Regions from separate parts of the Mus musculus genome. Here region 2 is linked to region 1. A link is a contact called in public HiChIP or PLAC-seq data. All regions are on one chromosome and are shown on one strand. Each heading gives the region's core, a stretch centred on a gene start, on an enhancer-like site or on the middle of the called end of the contact. The rest is flanking DNA. Distances are from core to core; before and after follow the strand shown. Region 1 holds the start of Rpp38 (ribonuclease P/MRP 38 subunit). Region 2 overlaps LOC108168726.

Region 1 (6,950 bases), core at 2,733-5,232:
GCTTAACATTTAGTGTCTCTCTCTCTCTCCGTTGCAACTGAGGACTTTCTTCAGTTGCTTCACCCACCTTGCTAGACCATGTCTGTGGCCCATTTTCCAAGTTCGGTAGAGAAATGTTAAGTGCTGTAGGAAACTGATGTTCTTGCAAGCAAGCATTGTACCAGCCTTTAAAGCAGTGAATTTATATGCGCATGGACATTAGTCTTAATAAACTTTGGTTTTGTTAATCATTGTTTTGAGTGTTTTCTGTACTTCATCTGCCCCACCCAAAGAGAAAAGCACCTCCATGCAGGATCCTAAGAATATATGTAAGTTTTGATTTTATTTCTTTCAGTGCTCATTTAGACATTAGACATAGTGACAAGTCATACAAAACTACTTGGAAATGGACTTTTTACTTTTGGGTGGTTTTCTTATCTTACTAGGGTTGGGAATGAGCTTTTTTATTTTAAGGGGTTGTAATGTTGCAGCTGAAGCTTGTCCACCTTCAGCAAGCTTCCTCTTACTAAGTTTTGTAAGGTCATCAAATGACGTGTCCAAAATCTCGTTGTCCTGGCTTTCCGAGGGTTCAGTCTCTAAACTGTCTGTGGGACCTTGGGTTCTGTCTGGAAGCCATGGCACGTTTAAGCTGGGCACCCTGGGAATGATGGCTTCTACTTCATCAGCAAAGTCCCTGGTGTTCTTTCTGAAACCCAAGGCTAGCACACATTTTAAGCCAATGACAGGAGCAATTCTCTCGCTGAGCTGAGGTACCTGACAGGCAGGAACAGTTCTGCTTAGACTCAGCTGAATCAGGTGTGAGGTGATGATGGCAGGCTTGACTGACTTACACACTAGAACCAGGAGCAGTTCATTCCTCTCCAGAGCTCTGGTGACTTCATTAACACCAATGACCAGCTGTTTCCTGACGTGTACAGGTGTCCACCCTGACACCAGCACATCCCCATCAGGCTCTTTTGGATCCTCGCTAATCTCAATATCTGGCCGGCAACTTTGCTTTTTCATAAGAGCTGTTTTTTTCCTTTTCTTCTTATCTTCAATTTTCTGAAGTCCAATCAATTTAAACTTGGCTTCGAGAGTCTGTAATATAAAGTGTATGTCTTCTCTCTCCAAGGTGCTCCAGGAAATAACATAAGGGTTGTTTAGTGATGTTTTTACAACCAGAGGTCTAGTCTTCCGAATAGATCCCCTCTTTGGTGCCTGAGGGGCTGCAGCCATCTTGAAAACCCTTTGGAAAGAAACAAAATGATGAAACTCCTGTCAGCAATGCATGTCTTGAGAACATTTTGGTTATAGTCTCCAGTCTCTGTTGTTTTGTTTTTTATTCCAGGCTGATATGCTACAGCAAGTCTAATTATATGGGCCCAACTAGATAACCAGTCAGAGAATTTCTGTGGCACAAGGAAGACTTAATTCTCCCTATTTTTTCATGATGCTCAACAGGCAATGTGAGAGTGACTGGTGTTAATCTTACAGATTTGTGAGCATCTTCCAAACTCTAATTGGAATTCCACTCATTTATTTTAAAAATGTTAAAGACATTTATTAGGTTTGGGGTCATAGCACATGTGGTCAGAGGACAGCTCTATTAAAATGGTTTTCTCCATGTGAGTCTCAAGGGAATGAACTCAAGTCACAGGCTTGGTAGTAAATGCCTCTTCCCTCTGAAACATCTTGCCAACCCCTCATTCATTCATTTATAAGCATACTTACTGAGTTACTGCAGTGGGCAGATGGTGTTCCAGACACAGATGCTGGTGGGCTCTGAAGCCCCTGTGTCTGCCCACACAGAGCTTAACCTTCTGTAGTCTCTGAAGTTCATAATGAACCAGGTCAGATTTTAAGAAGCAAAACCGTAGTAATCTGTCCATGGCTAAAACTTTAAGTCTCCCTCCTCTCATGATTCCCAAGTCCCTAAAACATTTGAAACATGCAGGCCCATATTTTCCCTCTCACATGATTATAAGATGACTGCTTTGGCGGGCAATTTCATGAAAAATAAAAAAAATATGAAATTCAGAGATTAATCCATTAGGGAGAAGTAAATGGGCTGCGCTCCTTCCAAAAGCAAATCCGAAACAAAACACTGTTATTTGTTCTTCCTATAATAATTAACCTTACAGACAAGTTAGGACGTTAACTGCTCTCTTGTCGGGCATTCATTCATTTAAACCCTGTTTATCCTTCCCAAAGGCAACTGTATACCTCTGCTCTCAGTTGTCTCCTTCTTAGAGTTCATCTGAGAACTATGAAGACCCAGTTGACAAACTTCAAATAAGTCCCCCCTGCTTAAGGTTCCTCTAATTCAGGGCACTTTCTCCACGCATCTTGTTCCTAACAAACTTACAGAGTTCCCTGGCATGGATTAGGAAGCAGACTCACTGTACAACTCACAGCTAGTTTTTCTAAAGACTTCTTTTAATCATGGATCTATCTTAGAAATAACCTGTGGTTTTTAAGAACCATCAGATGGCTGACTCACCCTAGAGCTTACTGAGCTGGAATTTCTGGGAGTCAACTGTGCCACAGGTGCTGGTAAAAAGCTGCCCAACATTTGGAGATGTTGATGTGAGGCAGGTGGCATCTCCAGACTGCACGGCCTTTGGAGATGGTGTTGCACTCACTCCCAGTAAGAGCTGCAATCTTGATTCTGTCAGTGCTGCCCACTGCTACAGACACTGGCTATAGCTGCTTCCATAATAACTGCTTCCATCAATCCCCATGAGCTGCATGCTCCTCACAAGCTAAGAGATTCAAGAACAGGTCGTCCAAATCTATCGAGGTGACCAGCAGCTGGTAGCTAGCTTTGAGTAAAATGACCAGGAAGCAAGGGACAAATGGTCCCACCACAACGCTTGCCAAACTGCAAGTCAGCTACTGTCCCTGCCTAGCATGGGGGACACTCACAGATGCTCTGCAACCAAGGGATTGCAAGATTGGGATGTATGTCTCTGATTCACAAAAACCTGGAAGGGGAGATGAAAAAAAGAACCAAGCCTACATAAGATGACCGCCATGCAATACTAATTTTTAAAATGCTGAATATTAACAGGTTCACAGAGCTTGATCAAGTACCTTGCCAACTATGTCTGCAAGCTGCTACTGCCTACAGGACCAATTACAAACTCAAAATGTTTACTCCCATTTCTCAAGCATTTCTCCTTTCACTCATCACCCATATTACAGATTCTGGCTATTTAATGAGGCCTCTGGTTTCTCATGTCCTTATTCAACGTACACTGTGCCTGGTAGAGCACTTACATACATTTTTTTCTATCAAATTATTATGAATTATCCTTGCTGTTGCAGGCCATTAGGCATTGGGCAAAGCAAAAAGCTTCTGCGAGTAATAAAAACGGCTCACTCTAAAGCCAGAGTAGTGAGGTTATCTTGAGGAACAGGCCTTAGTTGAAGTCTCTGGAGAAAACGACCATTAACCAACCGCAATCTAAAATATTCCTCCTTTGAAGGAATTCTTTAGATAGCCCAAGAAGGAAGCGGGCAGTGAGGGATTACAGAAGAACATTAAAGTTCAGTATCGCCCGAACAGAGATGCTGGAGTTGAAGATACTGGGTAAGGACAAGATGGTGACTCTAGAGCCTTTCAAGAAGGGCGGCGCGATTAGAATCGCGTCACAGAGACCTTGATTTGGGAAGAGACCCTAGAAAGGCTGTCAGCAGCAGAGAAGCTCCCGCGGTCTCGGGAGGACGAAGGGGTACCCGCATCACACAACACGACGGAAGGAAACCCCCGAAGGCAGGGATCGGCTGAGACCAGCCGGAAAGAACCTCAGGGAGAGCGGGCTCTGGATGACCCCCACCCCGCGGTGACCCGGGTGCCCACGGGCCGGGACTCGAGCCACAGGCACGCACGCGCCCACCTGAGCAGAAGCGCCCCGCGGAGACCACGTGACGGATCGCTTCACTACAGCAACTCGGTCACTACCAGGAACCACTGCGCCCGCTCCACGTGCGCCTGCACTGAGCGTGCGCAGAACACGAGCTCCGCCTACCTGCCTCTGCATTACGTCACTCCCAGTCAGGGACGTCAGGCGTGGTGTGTGGACTAAACCTGGCACAGCACTGCGCAGGCGTGTATTCTGTCTCGCGAGAGTCTGTGGTTGCTGTAGTAACCAGCCTCTCCCTTCTGACTGGTCGTCCAAAATGACGATGCGGAACAGCTCGGTTCTGTGAGAGGTTCGTCTCTCCTTTTGGCTCTCCATTTTTAGCCCAGTTGCTTCTGCCTTGCTGTCTCTTTTTGTTCTGGGGATACAAAACTCCAGCCCTTATAGCCACCCATTCCCCTGCACGCGTCCCTGGGAGAGGCTGGTTACTACAGCAACCACAGACTCTCGCGAGACAGAATACACGCCTGCGCAGTGCTGTGCCAGGTTTAGTCCACACACCACGCCTGACGCCCCTGACTGGGAGTGACGTAATGCAGAGGCAGGTAGGCGGAGCTCGTGTTCTGCCACGAAAATCAAATAAATAGGGGTTATAGGGTTGCATGTACTTAGAGATTATGTGTAGAATCTTGGGCACACTGAAAGGAAAATAGGGGCTGCATTTAGTTCCACAGCAGTACTCCAGAGTACTCCGGCAATAGCTGTTGTGCCTTCTGACAAACGGAGACAAAAAATAAGAAAGGTTATGAAACAAAATCACTGGAAAGTTACAACTGGTAAGCAGTGGAATAATGTACTAAAGATTAAAAATTACGCACGCCTTTAATCCCAGTACTCGGGAGGCAGGCGGATTTCTGAGTTCGAGGCCAGCCTGGTCTACAAAGTGAGTTCCAGGACATCCAGGACTATACAGAGAAACCCTGTCTCAAAAAAACAAAAAACAAAACAAAACAAACAAAAAAAAAAGGCAGGAGAGATGGCTCAGCGGGTAAGAGCACTGACTGCTCTTTCAGAGGTCCTGAGTTCAAGTCCCAGCTCACAACCATCTGTAATGGGATCCAATGCCCTCTTCTGGTGTGTCTGAAGACAGCAACAATGTACTCACATACATTAAATAAATAAATAAATAAATAAATAAATAAATAAATAAAAATTACTTGACAGGAATTACTTTCTGTTCTTATGAATTTGGGAGGATTCAGGTCCTTCTCTTTATCTTCCTCTTTTTTCTCGGTGTTTTCATTGCTCATTTTAGACTAACATATAGGATCTAGCTTCTACGTTTCCATTATTCACCACCTATTGAACATTTAAACAGAACAAACACTGTTGCTTGTGGTCAAAGATTGTTGAAGTTTTTACAGGAAAAGCGTGCTGTGGTTTCTATCACAAGTAGATGAACTAGATTAAGTTCGGTCGAGTTTTGACTGTGCCATATAAGACGTCCTTTACTATTACCCGCAGTCATGTAGCGCTAAAGACAAATCGCGATGGTAGAATTGAAATACTAAAGGTTCACATAAAATCCTGGCTCGTGGAAGACTGAGACAGGAGGCTGCAGACTGGGCCTTCGGGGCCAGAACTTGCACACACCATAACAGAAAAATAAATAAATAAATAAATAAATAAATAAATAAAAATAAAAAAAGGCAGAAAGAGGGGCAAGATAAAGAAGTAAAAAGGTAATGGCTATGAGTGTTGTCCCACCAAAGTTCCAGCTCTTACATTACAAGCCTCTGCCGCCAGGCTGCTATGTTGACACCCTAGCCTTCCCACTAACTAGTGTCCCTACACCTCAGGCAAGTTAATTAGCCAACTATGAAATGATAAAAATAGTGCCTATTCTGAGGATTAGAAGAATATTCTGTGTAAGATGCTTACCACAGTGCCTGCCACATGGTACATGTCTGACAAATGGAACCACTATGACCCAGTGACAGCTGTGGCAGAATTAAGTTAATACAAATTATATATAGCCGCTACTATTTTGGGCCTTGTTTTCTATTTGAGAATTTAGCAATCTTTCCACAAGGATTTTACCCAAAAGAATATATCTCAAAGGTAATTTCTTTCCATTTGTGTAGCACAACTTTAGTTTATGTTCATATTTTTTTCTGCAAACATATGCTTCCTGTAGTTTCCTAAGTAGTATATGTGTATATGTATGTATATATATATATATATATATATATATATATACACACACACACCAAACCAAATGGTCAATTTACTTTTCAATTATAGCTCTTATTTTACATCAATTCAGTTTTTAATTTTTATTTTATTATTTTTATTTTATTATTTTTATTTTATTATTTATTTATTTATTTTATTTTTATTTACATCAATTTATGTTTATGATTATGTTTAATCAGTTTATGTTCAGGTTTTTTTTTTTAACAAATATATGCTTCCCATAGTTCCCTAAATTACTATGCATTTGGTAGTCTATATATACACTAAATGGTCAATTTACTTTTCAATGATAGCTTTTATTTTACATTGTAAATAAGTTATGTTTGTGAATAAACAGTTTATAAATGTACCATTTATGATCATAGTTAATTTTATAAATATCTCAAAATATTTTAATAACTTAGAAGGTTTATGAAAGTATTCTTTTTGTCTTAATTCTTGAACTGCTGGATTTAAAGGATACAACAATATAACATTAGCTTAAGAGTCTGAGTCAGAAATCGTAGCATTAGAGCTGACAATACAGTCTGTCAACAAAATGTTCAAGAATTGAACACTAGATTCTTCTTGCTTGCATGGAATTCTGAGCTTTGCCCAGCATTGTATGCTATTGTGGTTTTGTGGAGTCTACAAACATACTGTTAATAACGATTATTTTTAGTTTTTTAATTAGTGTATAGTAATTGTCCAAAATATCCACTTCATTATGGCCTTTCCTGCATGTCTACAATCAGTCCAACATTTAAAAGTCACTTAACTGGGAATGGACTTTAGTAACGAGATACCAAGTCAAAGCACAGGCTTCGAGTCTGTGCCATTGGAGTGTCTATAGCCACATCTGTGTCCAGG
Region 2 (6,950 bases), core at 1,614-4,113, 310 kb after region 1:
GTCTTCATTCTCTCATTCACATATTATTTATGAAATATTTGACATAATCCTTTGTCTGAATGTTTTTGTTTTCCCAAATCCATATGTTAAAATGATAATTCACAGAGTGAATTTAAGAGATGGTGAAGTTAGGGGGTGAGGCACATGTAAGTTTAGGAGATTAACTTACAGGGTGGGGTGATCACAATGGGATTAGTGCCGTCATGAAAGTGGCCCAAAGGAACTCACTCATTACATTTCTCGTGTAGAGATGGAGCTGAGCAGATGACATCTACCAACTAGGAAGTGGGTCTTTACCAGACAAAGAATAAACCATTACTTTCATCTTGGGATGCCCAGGAGCTTGAACTATGAGAATATATTTCTTTTGTGTAAGAACCACCCAATCCATAGTGTTTTGTTACAGCAGCCTGAGTGAGCTAAGCCATGCAACTCTCACACTGTATATATATTGCCTTGCAGGACAAGCTCTGTGCTCAACTCCAGACTCAAGTCAGTGTGCACACATAGCTTCCTGGCTCTTCACTGTTAGGCAAGAAGATTTCTGAGAGGGAAGGTTTCTTTTTCTTTTTCCTCTTTGAAACAATATTAATTCACATTTTCATCTGTCCATGTGTTTATACATGGGTAATGGATAGGTTAGAAGTTATAATAAGTAGCTGAAAAACCCATGGTTTTCTCTCATAATCCAGAGTGCAACATACATATAGAATCTATAGATTCATCCATGCAGGTGAACAGTCAACAATGTAAGTGTGTCTTACCTCCTCCAATCCCAAATAGTTTGATGAAAGTTTAGTTTAATTCAAACATTGGTTGCCATGGTTACTTATTTGACTTTGTACTTTGTACTAAGAGCCATAAGGATTTGTCAAACCTTACCATGCAACTGTGCCTGAATGTCCTACCATGTGATAACAGCTATTTATTTGTCTTGTGTTTTTGGCCTGGGGCTCTGTAAACCTCCAGATACAGTTATCTCTCTTTGAAGAAGCCTTCCAAAATGAGGAACAATAGTTCATTCCATTGCAGAGTTCTCTCTTCTATAGTCATTTTTGCTAAGCATAGCTGTCAATACAGTGCATGTGCAGGTATGCACCTGCTATGGCACATGGGTGGAAGTCACAGGACAAAGAAAGTTAGAGGTCACGCACCAAATACTCTTTCCTGAACCTTCTGCTGTACTCACTGCAATCGATGTACATTCACAGAGAAATGTCCATGTTAGTGGCATTCTGATGAGAGACATGGGGTAGCACAGTGGATATGGCATAACACTAGACTCCCCTCATACTCTCCTACCCTGGTGTCCTCCCTTCCACAGACCTAGAAATCATGGAGCCAGTGACGGTTGACTAAAGCCTGTAAAACTGTGAACCCAAATGGCTCATTCCTCCCATAGGTGACCTCTCTTAGGTGTCCCTCACAGCAACAATCTAACACATTACACGTGGGTAGAGAGGAGCAGGTGACAATTCGGGTGCTGTTTCTCAGATGTCCTCTTTCTCAGACTGTTCTTGGGATGAATACTTGAGGAAGGGAAGGAAGCAAGATCACTATGATCAAATGCCAGACAGAAACAACTTAATTGAAAACTTCATTCTGGTTCACAGTTTCAGACGGTCCTTTCTCCTATCCTTTTTACCCAGGGTGAGGAGACAAGTATTCAAAACACCAGACCATGGAGAGCATTTTATGTTCAACCCGTAACCCTGACCTGAACCTGCTTCAGGAATGGTTGAACTGGGAGGTCAGTTGATGTCAGCAGGTGTCCTTCCATTTCTTGGCTCAGTCTCAGCTACATGTGACGGTACAATGGGACATTATGAAGAGAGAACACAGAAGGGACGTTATGAAGAAGGAGCAGAAAGAGGACATCTGAGAAACAGCATCTTTTGGACATGACAGGGCACTTCATGCAGGAAAACATATACACTGTGGGTATTTGCTACTCAAAATCCCAGCATGGATGGGGGAGGAACTCACAAAGCCCCGCCCCTAGCTGAGGTGAAATTGGCTGTTGATGGCATCTTGGGGGAGGGAGGGTCAGTTTTCTTCAAGGCTGTGGCCACTGGTAAAGTGTTCATGCTTCAGAGATGGCTCAATGCCTATGCCCCATGGGCACAACTAATTGGACCCAGTTGATTATAAAAAGAACATGAAATTGGGAAGACGAATATTGTGGTAGGGGGTCTAGGAGGGAGAAATTGTAAGATGGGTAGGAAGTAGATACAATCAAAGTACATTGTATACACATGAAATTCTCAAAGAATATACATATGTATATATGTATATATACATACATATACATGAATATTCATATATTCATATATACATATGATGGGATGGCAACTATAAATAACAGCTCCAACCTGGACAGTGGCCTTCACTTTCAGGGCCAGTGGGTAAGTCTAAGACATTTCCAGAAGTACAGAGAAAATTTGGCTCTTTTAACTTTAAAAAACATAGTGTTTGTTTGTTTTTTGTTTATTTGTGTGTGATTTATGTGCATTTATTGGGTGTCAATGTGTGTAGTCATATATGCCACAGTATATGTGTGGAGGCTGAAGGACAAGCTTAATTTTCTTCCACATTGTTTAAGACAGGATCTCCTGTTCACTGGTCTAGCTGGCTAGCACCAGGGATTCGTTTGTATCTACTGGGGTTTTACACACACACACACACACACACACACACACACACACACACACACACACAAAACCTCACTTTGCTTTTACATGGGCTCTCAGGATTCAAACTCAGGCCCTCACCTTTGTACAGTAAACACTTTACTCTTGGAGCTACCTCCCCTGGCCTGGTTACTTTTCATTAGCTCTGATTGGATCACATGGCTACTCTATCAATGACATCTGAGTTCAATAGATTGTTGAACCTTGGCTTGAGTCATAGGGGAGGCACAGGATCCACAGCTTCTTCAGAGCTGGACAGGATCCCTTAAGGAGGGAATTGGGACACACACTGAATACCAGGCAGCAAAATCTGCAACATTCTTCCCATTGAGCTGTTGTCATTTCATGGTAGCATTGCTGGGAAAGCCAGCCACTGGCACACTCAAGAGAAGAGATGCATGAATATACAGCCTTCTTTCTCTAAATAGAACATCGTCTATGCTACTGAAGACAGGTGCTTGTTTAGCTTGTGCTGAGCACTCCCCAGACAAGAGGGTTGCAGCCATCCCTCCTGCTCTGGATTCTTGTGGGCTTAGCAATTTTCTTTAATGAGAAGCTGGGCTAGGGGCATTTATTATGGTGTAATGAGTGTGTTCAGAGGGAAATGAAAGGGCTGTGTTTGTTCATGTTCCTGAAAGTCAGAGCGATAAAAAGCAAGCAGTCTAGCTAGGCAGGGGTAGCACATGCCTTTAATCCCCACACTTGGGAGACAGAGGCAGGTGGATCTCTGAGTTAAGGGCCAGCCTGATCTACACAGAGAGAGTTCCAGGACAGCCAGAACTACACAGAGAAACCTGTCTTGAAAAAAAAAAAAAAACAAGACAAAACAAGAAACAGCAAGCAGTCTCATGGGTACTAAGTGAGAAAGAATTGTCTCATCTATGAAATGACTTTGGATAATATTAGCATCTCGCAAGATCTGTGGTTATATTATAACTCATCTTGTTTTTATTATGTACAATTCTGTTGGGCATTTGGAAACAAGAACTCATATGCTGTGTTGAGTTGCTGTGCGTTGGTGGGATTATATTGCATAATTCATATGCCACTTCCTATATTGTTAGTTCATACCCTTTATAGAAAGATAACGGCAAGAGGTTTCACTCCAATTTCTTACAACACATAAATTTGAGATAACTGGGCAGGGATCTTGTATCCTGAAGTTACCCATCCAATGCTCTTCTATGGGTCTTAAAGTTGAACAATGGGGGAGTCTAGCGACCCTTTGGAAATGGTGTGGGCCCTGGACTGGGACTGTTTTCATTAACAAAAAAAATCAATCCTTAGGGCTGGGAAGATGGCTCAGTGGGGAAAGCATGAGGACCAGAGTTCAGATTCCCAGCAGCCATATAAAAAGAGCTGAGTCCACCAGTGCATGCCTCTTAGTTCAGCACTGGGAAGGCAGAGGCAGGAGGATGTCTGCAATGTTGTTGTCTAGTCTTGCTGAAGTGATGATTTCCAGATTCAGTGAGGAACTCTGCTTCAGAAGTAGAGACTGATACAGGAAGACTTCTGATGTTAACCTCTGTGATGCAGGAAGACATCTGATGTTAACCTCTGGCCTCCTCATGCACTCACACCCATGGGCATCCTCTACACTCAAACACACGCATACCACACCACACATGCATGTAATGCTTTAAGCATCAGGTGTTGTGATGCCTCTGCAGTGAGACACCATCTCATCTCAGTGTGTCTGTTAATATTTTTAAAATGTGGCAGAAAAGAAACTCACACACGTGTGGTGGGAGTGTAAGCTAGTTCAACTGTCACAGAGAAGAATATGTATGCACCTCAAAGAGAGAAACCCAAAACAGAACTATCATGAATCGTTATTCAACCGTTGCTGACATAGCCTAAAGAGATGAAATTAGCATATTAAAAACATACCTGCACCAAACTATCATGATTTATTATATTCAACTGCTGGTTACATAGCCCAAAGACAAAAAAAATTAGTATATTAAAAACATACCTGCATAGCTGTGTTCATGTGACACTATTCTCAGTAGCTATGGAAATAGCCTGAGGGCCTGTCAGTGGATGAATGGTAAAGAAAATATGATATTCATAAACAAAGAAGTCCCATTCATCCATGGATATAATGTCCTGCCGTCTGCAGCGAGATAGAAAGTGAATATATTATGCCACATATTCCTTCTCATAGCTGGAAGCTAAAATGCCAGCTTCATGTAGAACATTGACTATTAGAGCTCCAGGAAGTGTAGATAAAGGGAGGCTGGGCTTGAATAGAACACACTGAGCAACATTAATACACATTCATCAAAATAGAGTATCATCAATAAAGGACATTATTATGATAACCAGTATTCAGAGGAGATTGTGTATACCCATTCCCCAGACAAAAAAGTAATGATTAGAACTTGGCCAAAGTATGTAAGATCAGCACTAAGCATTGGGAAAGATAGAGCCTAGTTTCTTTGTTCCACTATACTGCCAGAATTACTATACTGGAGAAACTTATGAGTCTTTCATCTAGGTAGTTGGTACCTTAAGTCAGAGGGACTCATGACTTGTACCATGCCACTCAAAGACTCTCTGGTATGAATGGCACCCAGAGACATGGTGCCTAGCACCCTCAGAGTTCCTACTCAACATCTGTCCATCTAAAACCCCAAGCCCTGGAGCTGGGGAGATGGCTCAGTTGATACAGCGCTTGCTTGCTACAAGCATGAACTAAGTATGAGCCACAGAGACTACACAAAACAGCCATGTGGAGACGTGAACTTGTCATGTTCTGGGGAGGTGGAGACATGCAGATCCCTGGAGCTTGTTGGCCAGTAGCCTAGCCCAGCTGGCAAGCTCCAGGTCAGTGAGAGAAGCTTCCTCAAAAAAAAATCAAGGTTTATCTCCGGAAGAACAGTATCCAAGGTTGACCTCTGGCCTCCATGCACTCCCACCTGCACAAGTACATGCACATCAGCACCCACACACATAAACACAAACACATGTACATAGAGATACAGGACACACAGGAACACATAAATTCCATACCTCAGCTCTTACCTTCTCCCCTCCTTGGTTTTTTGAGATAGCATCTCCCTGAGAGTCCTGGCTGTCCAAGAGCTCACTGTGTAGACCAGGTTGGCCTTGAACTCACAGAGATCCTGCCTGCTCAGTTGCTGAGATTAAAGGTGTATGCCACCATGCTGGGCCCAATCTCCATTACTTAGGACTTGGTTTAAATGTTTCTGCTTTTAATCTCATGTGAATTCAGATTTACAAAAACTTGCCACTGTAAATTAACTCGTATCTTCACATTCTCTCTGCTTTGTTTCTGGGGCTGGAATTTAGGAAGAAGAACCCCATCAAGAGCCCCAGTGTCCTGAGTTGGAACAGAAGATGCTATCAGGTACAGTACGGTCATCGTGGCTTGTCTTCGGCTGGCTGCTGTTACTTACAGCTGGGCTTGGCTCTGCCAAAAGATTTGTGGGTGACAAAGGCAAATCTCCCTGTTACAGATGGTTGGAAACAAGGCTAGAAGTGTTACTAGAGATGAGGTCCAGGCAGAACACCTGGCCAACAAAACACATCGTACTACAAAAATAGCTTGTCCCCATCCTTGTCCTCTTTCTTGCACTAGTAACATTTATGGATGAGGCGGTACTTAGAAGGGAGACTGTGGTGATGATGGTGATAGTATAGATGGTGGTGAAGAAGGATTTCAGAGTCAGGAATAAAGATAAGGAGTCTGTGAGATCCAGAGGGAAAGGAGGACACTGGGAAAACAAGGCCCTCTAAAGCAACATTACTGATGCTCATATGAACTCAGAGACTGATGCAGCATGCATAGGGGCTGAACAGGGCTGCACCAGGTCCTCTGTGGATATAAGACGGCATCCAACCTAATGTTTCCTACGGGATCCCCAAGGGTGGGAACAAGTGATTCTTGGGATCTTTTATTTTCTTTATTTGTCTTGTCCAACTTCGATGTGATAGTTTTTGTTTTATCTTGCTATATTTTATTGTTACCCCTTAGAAGCTTGCTTTGTTTTTCTAGTGAGAGATAGAAAGGGAGTGGATCTGGATGAGAGGGGTGTGAGAAGGAACTGGGCGGAGTAGAGGGAAGAGAAATGTAATCAGGATAAATCATGTGTTGGGGGGGGGTCCTATTTTCAATAAAAAGAAAAGGAGAGTAGTTGTTTACTGAAATCCTTATAATTATCTTGGGAGATGTTATTTGGATCCCTTGGCTGTTTTTCTTCTAAATGTTAGTGTGGAGTTAAGCCTGTAGTTTTG

Evidence for each region. HiChIP or PLAC-seq counts read pairs in DNA pulled down with a chosen protein or histone mark.
Region 2: a contact with region 1 is called in an H3K4me3 HiChIP or PLAC-seq map of bone marrow-derived macrophages, with 3 times the contacts expected there. The contact joins the enhancer-like site here to the promoter of Rpp38 in region 1. A contact is called at or near these places in 1 of 39 promoter capture datasets (hippocampal neurons) and 3 of 115 datasets of contacts at active chromatin or transcription factors (CD8 T cells, bone marrow-derived macrophages and memory CD8 T cells).

What each region holds. Positions count from the first base shown.
Region 1 is chr2:3,328,646-3,335,595 of GRCm38.p6, forward strand. Rpp38 (ribonuclease P/MRP 38 subunit) reads right to left here and starts at 3,983. Exons shown (of 2, transcript NM_001013376.2): 1 at 3,882-3,983; 2 at 304-1,228. The coding sequence starts at 1,218. The coding sequence ends at 376. Nmt2 (N-myristoyltransferase 2) reads left to right here. Exons shown (of 14, transcript NM_008708.2): 14 at 1-232. It also overlaps a transcript of Acbd7 not described here.
Region 2 is chr2:3,642,223-3,649,172 of GRCm38.p6, forward strand. LOC108168726 reads left to right here. Exons shown (of 5, transcript XM_017319361.1): 2 at 6,006-6,063. Among named protein-coding and RNA genes, the nearest start is that of Fam107b, 68 kb to the right of the region's middle. Within about 2 kb of position 2,864, at least 18 of the 459 cell types and tissues checked have an H3K27ac peak or open chromatin away from gene starts, as enhancers often do. A contact at or near this core is called in bone marrow-derived macrophages, where this site is marked.